Linked DNA regions of Sus scrofa: region 1 is linked to region 2. A link is a contact called in public Hi-C data. All regions are on one chromosome and are shown on one strand. The core of a region is the stretch at or near the end of the contact, and the rest is flanking DNA. Distances in the headings are between cores, read along the strand shown.

Region 1 (7,751 bases), core at 4,232-6,731, 310 kb after region 2:
TCAGTGAGTTAAGGACCCAGCATCTCTGCAAGGATGTGGGTTCAATCCCTGGCCTCACTCAGTTGGTTATCTGGAATCGCTGCAAGCTGCAGCATAGTCCAAGACACAGCTTGAATCCTGCATTGCTGTGGCTGTGGCATAGGCCGGCAGCTGCAGCTCCGATTCAACTCCTAGCCTAGGGAACTTCCACATGCTGCAGGTGCAGTGGTAAAAAGGGGAAAAAAATTAAAGAAGCCACAGTTTAAGTCGTAATGATCTGCCTCCACTACCAAGCTGGATGCCCTTAGCCAAGTTACAAAGGGTTTCCCCATTCCAATTTCCTCATCTCTAAACTAAAGTCAGTATTAGCCACCCCCCCACCACCAACCTACCCCACAGGAATATTCTGAGGAACAAAGGAGAAAGGAAATGAATTGTGGAAAATGGAAAGCATGATACCAGCGTGACATATTGTCGTAATTTGCCATCAGATCAGTATCATTTATTATGTTACACCAGCCCTGTATCAATTCCCATCTTGCTGAGCTTTCTCCACTCCCATTCCCAAGCTGTCTCTCTCCTATGTTGGCCGTTAATTTGGTTTCAAATTAACACGGTTTTGATGTTATTTGAAGCATTGCAGAAAAATGTAAAAATCAGAGTATGTGTCTTAGGTCATCTCTCTGGTGGTAGAGTTTTATAACTATTTTACTAAAGGACCAAGTGAGATTTTTAACCTCTGTTTCCAATGTTGCTTTCTCATACCAAAATCATTATTCTGCTCTTTACAGGAAACCTGTGAATCCATCCTCAACTTTGCACTGGAAGAGGTGAAGCAATTTCATGGACCACAGAAGCCAGCCCGCAAGCTCTTTGGGTTCCGCCTACCTCCTGAGACACCGCCCCCCACCTCAGGAGCTGCAGTTCCAGAGGCTGGATTGGTCATTGATGGGAAGACATTGAATGCCATTTTCCAGGGAAAACTGGAGGAGAAATTTCTGGAGTTAACTCAGTATTGCCGGTCTGTCCTATGCTGCCGCTCCACCCCACTCCAGAAGAGTATGCTCGTCAAGCTGGTGCGAGACAGGCTTGGAGTCATGACCCTTTCCATAGGTACCCGTCCTGCTGAGACGTGGGTGGCAGTTTGGCAAGGCTTTTCTGACAGGATGTCTGGACCACAGGTGGAAGGTCAGGTATCCAGTCAGGATGCTCAGGCCAAGGCTCATCGTCTTAGAGGGAGAGAGTTCAAAGTGACACTCAAAATGTGGCAGCCTGGAATTCTCACTGTGCTTCAGCAGTAACTAACGCAAGTAGTATCCATGAGGATACAGGTTTATCCCTGACTTCACTCAGTGGGTTAAGGATCCAGCATTGCCTTAAGCTGTGGTGTAGGTCACAGATGCAGCTCTGATCCCACTTCACTGTGGCAATGGTGTAGGCAGGCAGCTGTGGCTCCAATCAATTTGACTCCTAGCCTGAGAACTTGCATATGCTGCAGGTATGGCATATGGTGCAAAAAAAAAAAAAAAAAAAAAAAAAAAAGACGCAGGAGCCAGCAAATGAAGCAGAGGCTAGGTAGAATGGGAGAGTGAATCCCAGTTCTCAAGATTAGGATTAGCAGGTCCACTCAGGAAAAATTGGGTCTTGGATGGAGGCCAAAGCCAGGAGGGGCCTCAAATTCAGAACGCTCGGGTAGCTCAAGAATACACACTCAGGCCCACTCAGTCCTGGGATGCGGGTCATGTCCCCTCTCCTACTTAACATATGGCACAGTACTGTGAACCCTGTGTATTTGTGGATTTAATATTCTACTGAGAATTGACGGCTGGTGGGGAGGTTTTAAAAGTGGAGCCTGTCCCATATTTAATGTTGTGTGTTCATTTCTAAATACAAGACTCAACACAGAGTATACCCTCAATAAATGCTGGCTTGTTGGTTGATGAATTCCTCATAGGAGGCTAAATTTTCGTCATGGTTGAGGCAGAGAAATTTGAACCATCCTTACTTTAGATCTTCCAGGAACAACCACATCTGGTTTACAAGAATCGTCATGATCTGGTCGACATCAATTCTCAGTCCTTCTTTCTCCCCGCAGCCACCTACCTTCCTCTCCCCAACATTCTGCCCTCCATGTTCCAACTGGACGAGGCTACTTATTCTCCACAAGCTTCATCCTCTTGCACTTCCAGGCCTTTCCTCAAGCTGTTTCCTCTATAAGAGCTCCTTTCCATCCTACCTACTGTTCCTTTTCTCTGGGAGCTCCTGCAGAGCCCCAAAGCCCTGCTGAGCCTTCAATGATGAGCCGACCAGTAGACCAAGAGTTCCCTGAGCAGTTCCATCTCATGCCCCACACTTACCAAGCACACGGTCAGTGTTGCTTCTGTTTAGGGACATTCTTACAGATGGTTCCAGTTCTCTTCCTCCTACACAGGCATGGAAAGAGATTTTCTTTCCTGGAATTTCAAATAAAAGTCCTCTTTTATATGGTTTTTTTTTCTTCTGGTCTTCAGGTAAAAGCAGTTCAAAACCAGAAAAAAAAAAAAGAATGGGAAGAAAGAATACAGGGAGCAGAGATCTAGCAACTACATCCTAATTATATTCCCTGAATTGTGCTCTTTAAAACTTCAGAAACACTCAAGGCGATAGCCCAGGATTGATTCCCTGAGGTCAGGAATTGGCATCACTGTGGCAGCAGCAGAAACAAAACCAGCAGGGCGAGAAATAGTATGTTCTACACCTCGACTTCCACTGGCTTGTAGCAGAAGAGGTTAAAAGGTGGATTTGCCCTGCCATGGGGAAGATGAAAATTATGCACTGCTGTGCTATCACGGAAAAAAAAAAAAAAAAGCATTGTTAGAAGAATAGTGGCTACTTACAATGATAACATTTTTAAGATTAATAAATGTTGCTGCCGATAATTAGGTAGAGAAAATTCTCTCCCCCAATTTCATATTCTCTATAATATCACATATAAATTAACTGCAGATTATGATGAAAACCTACTGGAAAAACAGGTGATACAGGAGGAGGATGAAGGCAGTTGGGTCTACAAACCAAGGCCCTCAGGCTGAGTCCAGCCCACTGGGTTTCTGTAGAGACACCAACAGTGGTTTTTGTTTTTAATGGAAGAATATGTAAAAACTATTTGCCTCTCAGCAATAACAGTTGTTCGCTTTTGCTTCTTGGCTCACAAAGCCTAAAATATCTACTGTCTGGCCCAAAAGTTTGCTAAACTCCAGGGTGAAAGATAAGGCTTTGGGAAAACCTCACTGTAGAGAGGTGTGCTGTCCAGAATGGTTGCCACCTGCTATATGCGGAAATTTTATTTTAAAGAGGAATTCTCCAGGCACCGTTCAAAAGTCATAGGTGGCTAATGGTTTTTGTATTGGACTGTTAATATATAGGACATTTCCATCATGGGAAAATCGGTTTGATGTTGCTGTTTAGAATGGCGGTGTGTGTGTAGTCCCATGCCCTCCCCTCCAGGTTCCCCAACCCACTGAGTTCATTGATTGGGAACTTAATGTAACTAGAAGTACCTCAACCAGAAAAGTCAATCTCATCTACCTTGAGAAACGTAATACTTTCCCCATCCTTGGATGCCATTGACAATCTCTGGTGATTTAGCTGTCCAGTATTCCAAGTTGTCTTGATGTTGTCAGTATTTTAAGTTGTACTAAGTGAGAAGAAGTATGTTGGCCTTGGAATCAGTAAAGGACTGCCCAAGTTTCATTTACCGTTGTATTCCCAATACCTAGCATTGTATCTTAAAAAGGGACAGAGTAAGGCTTCTTCTCCCCAGAAGAAAGATGGTTCTCAGGCTCAATCAATTTCCTATAGGACTATTTAGAGCAACATTAGAAGGATTCAGCTATGGTGAAAATGGGAATAATTTAGAGACACTTATATAAAACTTCTCATTATCATGCAGCCATTGGACCAAGACCTCAGGACCTCTCTCTCCTTTCAGGTGATGGAGCAAATGATGTAAGCATGATTCAAGCAGCTGATATTGGGATTGGAATATCTGGACAGGAAGGCATGCAGGTATTGTTCTCTTCAACTCTTCTAGTTACTTTCCTACTTTATCCTTAATAGTGAGTTAAAGAATTCTCCACATTGTTGGAGGAACTTGTGCAGAAGAGCTTTGCACAGTTACCATGTGAAAGGCAGGTTCCTTCCATGCCTGTACGTAACCTCCATGGCCACATCCCTACTGCCCAGTCCTTCAGAACAGAGAGGGAGAGCAAAGGATGCTTGGCTTTTTACAGACAGCCAGCAATACCTATATTCTAAAGCCAAATAGTACCCAACTTTTCAGGGAAAACTAAGCCTTCCCCTGATTCCATGCTTCCTCCCTGTAATCTCCACCCACATGTAGGGTTGCAGCACCCCCTGTGAGCAGTGACAGGAATAAGGACATTGGAAAACATTTTCAATTGCCATTTTAGCCATGATGACTAGACGGACCTGTGAAGTGCTCAGTGTACCTTAAAAGTGTACCGAATTTACTCAAAAATCAGCTTGGAACAAGCATCCTAATTGAGCTGCTAATGTTCTTCTTTAAGACAGACCTCACTTTGTGGTTTTGAACCGTAATGATTGTGTTCCCACCAGTGCAGACATAGGTGCTATGTAAACTTGCTGATGAGGGGGAACAAACACTGTCCCCTTTTGTGTGTCTACCTTAAGCCAGCACTCTAGTCACACTTCACATTGGTCATCCCCATTAATTTAGAAGTCACTACAGCCCTGGGTGTTAGGGATTGTTATTCCAGTTTTTTCCTTATGAAGAAACTGAAGCCGAGAGAGGTTAAATACACTGACCAAGGATTTAATAACCAGGCATGTCAAGCCTCATCCTCTTAAAAGTGCTACGAGCTGTGCCTTGTTCTGAGTAATCCCTAGGGCAGAAGACACATTTCAGCTCCATGGAGAGAGAGAGCTCTCCAGCTGTCAGCTCCATCTGAGAGTGGAGCCAGTGGCCTGCCTCAGCAGGTGCCCAAGAGGGTTCAGAGGTTGGAGGATTACTTGCACCGAAGGCCCCAGTCTGTAGTCAAACAGCACATCCCTAACGTGGTACCCAACACACACCCATTCACAGTAAATTCTTATTGGATAAATGGAAGGAGGGAAGGGCCAGACCAGACCAGTGGTCCTTTCTGACCTGCCCTCCTTGGATTCTAGTGAGGTTTGAATTTTCCTGAAGAGAGGGTGGGGTGTCAGAGTCCAAAAAGGCCACCCGAGGGTGCCACATGTGACAAAAGGTCTTTCAGACCCTCCCAGCTGTGGACCTGGAACAGGGCAGGGCCACTGAGGGGGCCTCTGTGGTGCACTGGCAGCTGTGTTTGAAGGCTAACGTCTCTGCTCTACCCTCCTAGGCCGTCATGTCCAGCGACTTTGCTATCTCCCGCTTCAGGCACCTCACAAAGCTGCTGCTGGTGCACGGCCACTGGTGCTACTGGCGCCTGGCCAGGATGGTGGTGTACTACTTCTACAAGAATGTGGTGAGTAACCTGCCACCTGCGCCCTGGGAGTCCTGGCTGGAGGGAGCCACTGTCCCCACTCGGGTAGACAAAGCATCTGGGCACAAGGGAATGTATCAGGCTGACTGGACTTTGAATCCAGAACTGTCCCTTACTAGCTCAGTGACCTTCAGCGAGACAATTCACTTCTCTGGGCCTCAATTTCTTCTTTGACGAAGTGGGACTAATCCTGCTCAGTGAGGTTATTATAAAGATTGGCAATCCTGTCTGGCAAGCAGCTGGCTCATAGGAGGCAGCATGAGTGGTTACGAGAGTGGACTCTGGACCTGTCTGGCAAACAGCTGACTCATAGGAGGCAGCATGAGTGGTTACGAGAGTGGACTCTGGAGGCAGATCAGATTTGTTTTCATTCCAGGTTTCTGTATTCAATAATCACCCTATGCCTTAGCTTCCCTGTCTATAAAAAGGGGATGGCACCTGTCTCTTTCTTATACACTTGTTATGAGAATGAAATGACAGCTTGTGCAGAAGGTCATTGTTACTGCTATCATTATTGGGGGGGGGGCCTCCATAAATGAGATTTATTCTCTGATTACAAGGAAGAAGGATTTAAAGAACCATTAGCCTGGCTTGTAGCTTAGGTTTCCTCCCCAGATAGAACCACCCCAATGCCAGAGCTCCATCCCACCCCCTTGGGAGATCGAAGGGAAAAAGTTTAGGACTGGAATCTTTGGCTTCCACCCCACAACCTACATATCACTTGATCATTGCCAGCCTTCCCAACAAGGATCTCTGAATAAAATATCAAAACGTTTTAGAGTGGGATGACCATTTGGGTTTTTAGTCTTGCCTGACTGTAGCTTGCTGTGTGAACTTAAAAGACTTACTTAATGTCTCTGAGCTTTGATTTCCTCACCAGTAACATGGGGAGACCAGGACTCCCTCTGTTCTTAGAAGTATTATTGGGAAGGCTTTAGTACCACAGAATTGCTTAGCACATAGCACTACATATATATATATATATATATATATATATATATGCTATATATATTCACTCATGTGAGAATATTATTGTTTCTCTAAAAATATGTTTATTTCTGTCTTGTTGATAAGGGGTCAAAGCAGGCACATACCAACTGAGGTATTAAAACTGTCAGAGGCTCTTGTTTCCAAAGCCCTTGATTAATGGTGGGCATAGGAAGGAGTCAGAACACTGCTGTACTAAGGGAGGGAATGGGGCCTGAGCTTTTCATTGTCTAGTTCAAGAACCTTTGAGGTAATCCCGAAGAGACTCCAAATAGACTCTTATTCCTGTTTGCGTAAGGAAAGGGGGAAGATTAAGACTAAGGTGATGGAAGAGAAACACATCAGCCTAGTAGCAGCTACAAAATAGCGTGCTTTTTTTCTTCCTGCACCATTCCCCCAGGCCTGCTTTCAGGCAGCATCACAGTCACCGTCACTGAGGAATATGTATTTTTGTGTAAAGTTCAATGTATATGTAAATAATCAGTATGACAAAAAATAATGGAAATTTGGGAGTGCCCATGGTGGCATAGCAGTAATGAACCCAACTAGTATCCATGAGGATGAGGGTTCGATCCCTCGCCTCGCTCAGTGGGTTAAGGATCCAGCATTGCTGTGAGCTGTTGTGTAGGTCAAAGATGTGGCTCAAATCCTGCGTTGCTGTGGCTGTAGCATACACTGGCAGCTATAGCTCTGACTTGACCCCCGTAACCTGAGAACTTCCATATGCCCCGGGCACGGTCCTAAAAAGACAGGAAAAAAATAACATAAATTTGATAAACTGGGTGGTACCATTGTTTCTGCAAGTCTCTGGAAACAAGTCTCTATTTGACCTGAAAGACTGTTTACTCAGAATTCAAAATGCCCCTATTTAATCTTTTTTTCTTGCCTGCAAAAGAATTTCTCTTTTGAATAAGCACAGCCTCTTCTCTGCATTAAATTTGTGAAATAGAAAAGGAAATGTTTCCAGCCAGCCATTCTTTCAAAGCTTAAATGATATTTATTTCCAGCCCAATGCCGTGCTCAAAATTGTGATACTGATGCTGCATTATCTCCCCATTGCAATTAGAGGGTGGAGAACTATGACTTCCACATCCGAAACCAATTTCAGATGGGATTAAAACCTTGCCTGCTCTGAAATGTGAACAATGAATTAATTACTGCACTGTAGCTTCTTGGGAGGAAAACCAGGTGCCCAATCTCAGCAATGCCATCACAGGGTTCAGTGTGCTCCCTCCTAGGTACAGAGAACCCAACCAGGCA
Region 2 (7,512 bases), core at 3,254-5,753:
GGCCTGCTTTCTATAATCTTGTTTACCATGATTTAGAAAGCATGCTTTATAGATAATACTTTTCCCCAAGTGGCCTTTTAAAATAATGATGAATATTTTCAAAAAGAAAGCAAAAGTGTGCGTCTTGCCAAAAGGAAACAAGTAAATCACTAGCCCTAACCTGGAACATAGGTTTGATACCAGCCTGAACCCAAATTGTTTGAGATTCTTTAAATCTGTAGGGGAATTTACAGATACTGTATGCTGCGCTCAGGGTTAATGCTATAGTAATGACAGTCAACTTTTGCTAACTACATCTTCATGCTTGCCACTGATGGAAGCATTTTCCTTGTGTTAACTCAGGTGCAAGAGGCAGTTCCTCATGGTGGGTGGGCTTGTGGTTTAGAGTACCTGGCTCGGTAAGTTGCTAGCTGTGTGACCTCGGATAAGTTTCTCAACCACTCTGTGTTTCAGGTTCTGAACCCATAAGTGGGTCTATTACCGAACTTTTCCCCCAGTAGTATTGTGAGCATGATGAAAGCAGATACATGTTACCTCCTGAAACATCCTCTCAAATGTCAGCTGAGGCTCCTTTTCCTTCAGGCTTTCTGTGAGCAAGATCCTCTCACTTGCAGAGTGTAAATATAGAAACTGATGAAGAGTCAGGGCCTAAGGCTAGAATCAGGATTTGAACCTCCAACTCTGTTCATTGCAAGCTTTTCCTCTTCTATACCAAATTTCCTTAGTAAACTAGAGAGGAAACACACATTCCTCTGGGAACCCAGTGTGACAGGGATGTATACCGAAAGACCCAACCTACTTTTTCTCCATGCAGGTACCCAAAGGCCTTCCGTCATCCCTAGGCTAGGGAGTGAAAAAAAATGACTTAAGCTGAGTCTGTAGGCAATCATCAAACCAAGCAGAATTTTCTCCTCTCAAAGCAACCACACTGGCCTTGGGGCGATAAGTTTGCTCGTGAAAAGAAATCAATGGCCCGCTATTCTCCAAGATAGAGTGCTGAACTGACCCGTAAGGAGCCTTTTTTCAGCTCTGTGATAACAATATCCTGTGCTAGCTGGCTCTTATCTATCCATACAGTCTCTTGAGTTAACATCTATATCTGCATAAATGACCAGAACAAATTGTCCGGAGGTCTATCCTGGGCTGGTCAAAGATGGACGCCAACCTCCGTGTTGTTTTGGTCATGTTACCCAGTTGGCTTTTGGAGTTAATGTATGGGTTTGCTCTCCCTGGGTGGGGATTTGATTCTGCCAGGAAACCAGCATGCAGTATGAGAGCACCAGGATCCCTGGAAAGCCCCCATCCATCCACTGCCAGCACTGAGTGTGCATGGCTCTGAGAGGCCTCTCCAGTCATAACAGTAATTAATTAATAACAGGTTCCTCTTATTGAGTACTTGATATGTGTGAGTTTAATTAGTTCCTGTCCTCCAAACACAACAATACTCAAGTATGTCCCAGTATTATCCTTCTATTGTAGGGAAGAGAAAGACATTATTTTGGGGGAGAACTTGGCCACAGGCACCAGCTGAAAGTGGTGCCAGGACAAACCTCTGCGACTAAGCATGTGTTCTTCACCTCTGTGCTCGCGGCCCCAAACTCCTCCTGCCTGAGTCACCCTCTCTGAGATGCCTTGATAACAGATTCCTAATTAGCCGTGGAAAAACAAGGTCTGCTGGACCAGCCCCACTGGGGATGTGGACCAACCTGCCTCACCTGGTTTCCCTGGTCCTTCCATCCTGGGCCATGTGCCTGTTTGTCTTTTGCCTCATTTCAGGCAGACCCAGCTTAGCTCCTTAGCTGCTCGTTGTGGCTTATTCCACATAACCCTATAGTCGCCAGATATCCCAGTAGGAAGCAGGAGGAAGGAGTTTCTGTCTCTCCAAGGCACCCTCAGCCCATTTCTTACCCTTGGGAACCAGAACCTTTCAGAGCTGTTCTAATTTTTCTTTCCTTCCCTGGCCTCTTTTAACCCTGGTTTAAGATTAGGCTAAATTTGATGAGATTATGAAGCATATTTGCAGTGCTATAATTCCGTCATTGGCATCTTAGCCTGAGAACTGGCCTGTGCATTCTTCCATTTACAAAAGCAGACAAAATGGTCTGCATGGTGGCTGCTTGTCAAGAAAAAGGACTCCTTGGGAGTTCCCGCTGGGGTACAGTGGAAACAATCCCAACTGGTAACCACGAGGATGCGGCTTTGATCTCTGGCCTCACTCAGTGGGTCAGGGATCCAGTGTTGCTATGAGCAGTGGTGCAGGTTACAGAAACGGCTCAGATCCTGCGTTCCTGTGGCTGTGGCGTAGGCCAGCCACACAGCTCTGATTCGACAACTAGCCTGGGAACTTCCATATGCCATGAGTGTAGCCCTAAGAAGACAAAGAAAAAGAAAGAAAAAGCCCTGTCTCAGAAGCAATGCTTATGCAGCTGGGAAGGAGTAAAGGCAGAAAGGAGTCAGGGAAATCTCGTCCACTCTTGGACACCACTCCCTTTAGCATTTATGTGATCTTGCACAAGTTGTGTTCTGCAGTAGCATCACCCTCCCTGCTTTCATTTTGTTCTGCTCCACATACACTTAGTGATGAGATTTCTACAGTGTCCTGGGCACTGTAGTGACCCCTTTTTGCTGATTAGTTCTCCTAATTCTCCCACCAACCTAATGGGGTACGTACTGTGCTCATCACAACGTAGACTGGTAAGGGTAAGTGCCTATTAAGTAAGTGGGAGAGGTGGGATTTGAAGCGGTTCTTTGAAAGTACAAATCTGTTCCCCAGACCAGGATAACACACGGGCTGGTGGCTTGATGGCGCATTCTTCCTCTTCTACCATGTGATGATGTACAAGTCTTCCCCTTGTGCATAGTCTGCTTTTGCACCTTCATGCTAAGGATATTTTCCAGGCCCCATCTTACTGCACTGCTCCTCTCCTGCCTACCTCCCCATCAGTGACCAGGGCAGCTCCAACACTTGCCCACCGTTGCTCATGATCCTGCTGTTCTGTCCACTCTCCCATTTACAGAAAGACGTCTCGTGGATAATCGTAAAGCTTCTGTTTCCTAACAATTGAGAGAGCTTCCTAACAAATGCTTATGCTTACCTCTGAAAACAAAACCACTTCCATTTTCCCTGCCTCTGCCTGGCAAGAGGACCACCAGGTACCACTGCATTTCGAGAACGCTTAAGAGATGCAAGTATTGTACATGCGTGAGTTGTAGGGTCATGGAGTCGGGGGCTGGCAGGGGACCCAGGAGGATGTATGCTCATGAGTGCAAGGCTCTCCATACTCTTCGTCACTCTTTCCTGATAGAGCAGTTTCAGGCATGTAAGAGAGGTTCAAGTGTTTGTTCTATGGATCCCAGTGTATTAGCTTCTCAAAAAAAAAGTGTTTATTGCAGATTTTTCAGATGTTTGTTTTGCTTAAAAGGAAACAAAGGAGGGGAAGGACTAAGTGCTGGATCATTGAAATTATTACACTTAATACATTTGGGAGCATATTTTCTTCTATCAGCTTCTCAGAGTATTTCTTTGCTCAGCTACTTCTTGAGTCGATCTGGACTCCAGGGGAGAGTTCACCATTTCTATACCATCTAGTAATACCATTTATCCTGCCATGTCTATACTGGGAGGCCTGTCACACGCGCTCCACCTCCTTCAGTCACAAGTAGAAACCTGGCTGGGCAGTGGCCATGTGAGCATCCCTGGGCACTACTTTGTCCCCCCATCTCCTTTAATTCCCTTTAAGGAGGAAGTCAGGATAGGAAGGTGTCCATTTATTGAGCACTAATGATGTGCCAGGCTCTGTGCTAAACCCTTGCATCTACTACCTCAGTGAAGCTTCACGAGACCTCTACCTCACCACTTGGTGGGTGAACAAAGCCCTGCCACCGGGAGGGCAAAATGACCTGCCACAGGTCACAGAGCTGGTGGGGGGTGAGCCCTTGGCCTCCCTTCCAGGACTATGGGCTCTCAAGTCAGCTCTTTGCATTGTGTGCTGCACAGCACATCCACCTCTACCTTTAGCCGAGGTCGGCTCTGCACCCTCCCATGTGAGACGGATGTGGGTCCTTCTGACTTCCTGCAAGCCAGATACCTACCCACTGAAAGGTGCCCTTTTCTAGAAAGGCAATCTCCAATTGTGCTACTGAAGGAGACTGGGGGATGAGGTCCCTTTGGCTTTTAGAGGACACAAAATTCCATAAGGAGCCTAAACCTGCATTCTCAGCTACCATTAAGGATGGCAAAGGAGGGTCCTCTGGGTGGTGTGACTTGGAGAAAATGGCCAAGAAAAGGCTGCCTTTGCGTACAGGGCATGAGGCACTAAGGGAAGGCCCTTTCTCCTGCTAAGTGTGTGGAGAGAAATGTCAACCGGGAGCTCAGAAGCAGAGTGGGAGTGTCCAATGCTTCCGTTCTTTATGAACGGCAACTTCCACATCTGTGGGGCAGCCTTCACTGCTGCTCACCAGACAGCAGTATTTTGATGGGACTTTGGTTTATTTAGAAGAGATAAGTGGAAAATCAGCCCTGCTTATCACAGAAGGTAACCGCAATTAATACACAGAACGCAGAGCACCAGGAGTAAAGTCCAGCCAGTGACGGCTGTCGTCAAAAAGCTCTTGCCCTGAGACCAGCTCTTGCTTTGTTGTAAAGGAGGCTTAAAATTAACTGGCATCTTTTCAAGGCTGTGGAGTTTCAATCTGGGAAACTCTGGAAACGAAGGTGGTGATGGTTACACAACAATGTGAGGGCACTTAATGCCACTTAAAAATGACGTAAAGGGTAATTTTTATTTTATATATATTTTTTACCTTTTAAAAATGAAGCAGCTCTCTCTGTGTAGTTATGAAACAATCTCCAAGGTACACGAAGTGAAAAAAGTAAAGTACTGAACAGTGTGACCTAAATGCTACCATTTGTAGGGTTTTTGTTTTTGTTTTCGTTTTTTACTTCTATGCTTTTATATGCAGTGGGAGGATGTCGATACTTGATTCTGTGGAGGGAAAGGGCTTCTGTAATTGAGAATAGAGAGAGAGGGTCACTGCCGTTTGACGTGTGTTCAGTGTACTGTATGACTCATTCTAATTTGACATTTTTTTAAAACCCTTAAAAAAAAACTAGTGCCAAACTGAAACCATCTCCTTAAAGCAGTCGTTCTCAACCTTTCCTACACCTAGACTCTAGCTGCTCAAGTGAGGTTCTCTGACGAGCAGTTTATAGCTTGTTAGAAATACAGGGTCTCAAGCCCACCCAGGAAATCCAAATCTGCATTTACCAAGTTCCCCAAGGGGCTCACAGGACACTGAAATGTGAGAAGTACTGCATAGGACTAACTAAATCTGAATCTGTGGGGTGGAATTTGAACCTGGGCGTTTAAGTCTCCCCAAGTGATTCCATGGGGCAGCTAGTGCTGCTCATCACTGATTTAACATAAATGGGAAAACTGAAGGGGTTGGCATAGAACCCACTCTTCTTAGTGGATGGTTTTTATTCCAGGTGGGCTCCATGTGCCCCTGAGCACTGGCCAGGATGACTGTCTCTGAACAGGCACACACAGTTTTGAGATTCAGCTGAGCTTAGTGGAAATACGTTTCCCTTTATAAAAATAGACCACAATTCTACAACAAGACACATAATGATTAAGGGCCTTTCTGTCCAGGATTGGAATATAATGTTAAAGCTTTTAAAATCAGACTTTTGGAGTTAGAAAAATATGAATCTGAATTTACCTCTCTGAGCCCTATGTCAAATGGGGTTAATACCTGCCCCCATAGAGCTGCCATATTTAAAATAAGACAGCGTGGATAATGCTTGATCACTGTTAGGTGATCATTACATTTCCGTTTGCTTGCTCTCCCCTCCCCCTCTTGTCCTGGGCTCCTCTCACTGTCATTGGTCCCATCAGGTTTTCTTATTCTGCCTTGAGCATCTCATGCACAGATGACATTTCTCACACTGCAGTGGAAGCTGAGGAACTCCAATTACCCCATCTCTTGACAAACAGTAAAAACTCTGCAGTCTCTTAGAAAATCATCTGACACTTTGCTAAAATGCAACTGAGACCTCATTACATGGATGAACAGCTTTCCATCAGCTCATTCCTAGCCCTGATATTAATATAATTGTTGCTGAGACGTTGTGGTTGGCCTCAGAGGCAATCAGGAAGGCGTCGCAGTTGGTAACCCTAGATGGCGGCCGATGCAAAGAATGGAAGCTACTAGGATTTCTGCCTGACCGAGTGATGCTGGTGAGGGGATTCCAAGATTCGTTTCTATTTCGCAACAGATTGGAGTTAGGAAAAAGAAGGTATCCGAGTCAGAGAGGAGTTGTTCTCTCCTCCACAGCACCCAGAATCATATTTTCAGGGTGCAAATCTGAACAAGTTTAAAACCTCTGCTTAAAACCCTTTGCAAAGAATTCCCACTGTCGCACAGTGGTATCAGCAGTATCTCTGCACACAGGTTCTATGCCTGGCCTAGCATGGTGGGTTCAAGGACCCAGTGCTGTTGCAGTGACAGCACTGGTCACAACTGCAGCTGGAATCTGATCCTGGACCAGGAAGTCCATATGCAGCAGGGTGGCCAGAAAAGAAAGGGGAAAAAAAGAGAGAGCTTCTTTGTACTTTGCCAGCTAAGACCAGCACCCTTAACAGAGGCTCAGAGTCTGGCTTCTAGATGCTCCTCCAGTCATCTCCCCAACTCCTCTTTGTCTCAGTATTGTCTTTTTTACTTGATCAAGTCCTAGCTTTGTGTAGGTTCTGTTTCCCAGGCCACAGACTAAGTCTGATCTTGTGCAGTAACATAGCCCTAGGGTCTAGTTAGCAGCAGATGCTCAATATATATTCATGGAAAAAATAAAACTATGTGAGGATGCCATACAAGGGCTTCCTGCCTAATCTTCCACCCTCTGCTTTGCAATGTGACTCTCAGTAACACTGAAATGCTGGAAGTTGCCAATATACGTACCAGGTTGTGTTCTCCCTTTCAGCTGAGCTTAAATGTATCTCTTCCTAAGATGATCATTATATTCCTCCCTCACTTTGTCTAGGAAATCTTACTCTTAGGAGTTTTTTCCTCCTATTAACTTCCTGTGACTGACCAGCCTTCTAGGCTATTGCAGCTCTCCTTTATGTGCCCATTATGCTATACATATAACCTCTCTTTTCCTTAATTCTGATCCACATATATATCTGCCTCTCTAATACTGTGAAAAAGAAGAAATGAAAAAAATGTGAAGAGTTTATGGTATAGCAGGTGATGAAGTAAAGAGGTTGTGTGTATGTGACTATATCACTGATATTTCATGGTGGATAAAGAAGTATGTCTTGTAGCCTCGGTGCTTTTACACTTGCTGTTGCCTCCATCTAGCTATTCTTCCTACCTCTTCTCCTAGTCATCTTACCTGCCCTGAAGACCTCAGTTCAATTACATCGCTGCCCTGGGGAAGTTTCCCTGGCCCCCCCTCCTCAGACTCAGTCAAACCCTCTGCTATATATTTTGGCTCCTTAAGCTTCCTTTATG

Evidence for each region. A called contact is a pair of places that touch in the nucleus more often than the background predicts.
Region 1: a Hi-C map of liver shows a contact between it and region 2, with 4 times the contacts expected there. The contact joins two enhancer-like sites. A contact is called at or near these places in 2 of 47 Hi-C or Micro-C datasets (liver and skeletal muscle).

Annotation. Positions count from the first base shown.
Region 1 is chr16:62,878,725-62,886,475 of Sscrofa11.1, forward strand. It overlaps ATP10B (probable phospholipid-transporting ATPase VB), which reads left to right. Exons shown (of 24, transcript XM_021076903.1): 17 at 771-1,092; 18 at 3,950-4,026; 19 at 5,361-5,486. All of the region lies in intron 5 of LOC106506539 (a long non-coding RNA gene), which reads right to left. Among named protein-coding and RNA genes, the nearest start is that of MIR146A, 160 kb to the right of the region's middle. Within about 2 kb of position 5,482, at least 13 of the 83 cell types and tissues checked have an H3K27ac peak or open chromatin away from gene starts, as enhancers often do. A contact at or near this core is called in liver, where this site is marked.
Region 2 is chr16:62,573,353-62,580,864 of Sscrofa11.1, forward strand. All of the region lies in intron 1 of ATP10B (probable phospholipid-transporting ATPase VB), which reads left to right. Among named protein-coding and RNA genes, the nearest start is that of ATP10B, 7.3 kb to the left of the region's middle. Within about 2 kb of position 4,504, at least 6 of the 83 cell types and tissues checked have an H3K27ac peak or open chromatin away from gene starts, as enhancers often do. A contact at or near this core is called in liver, where this site is marked.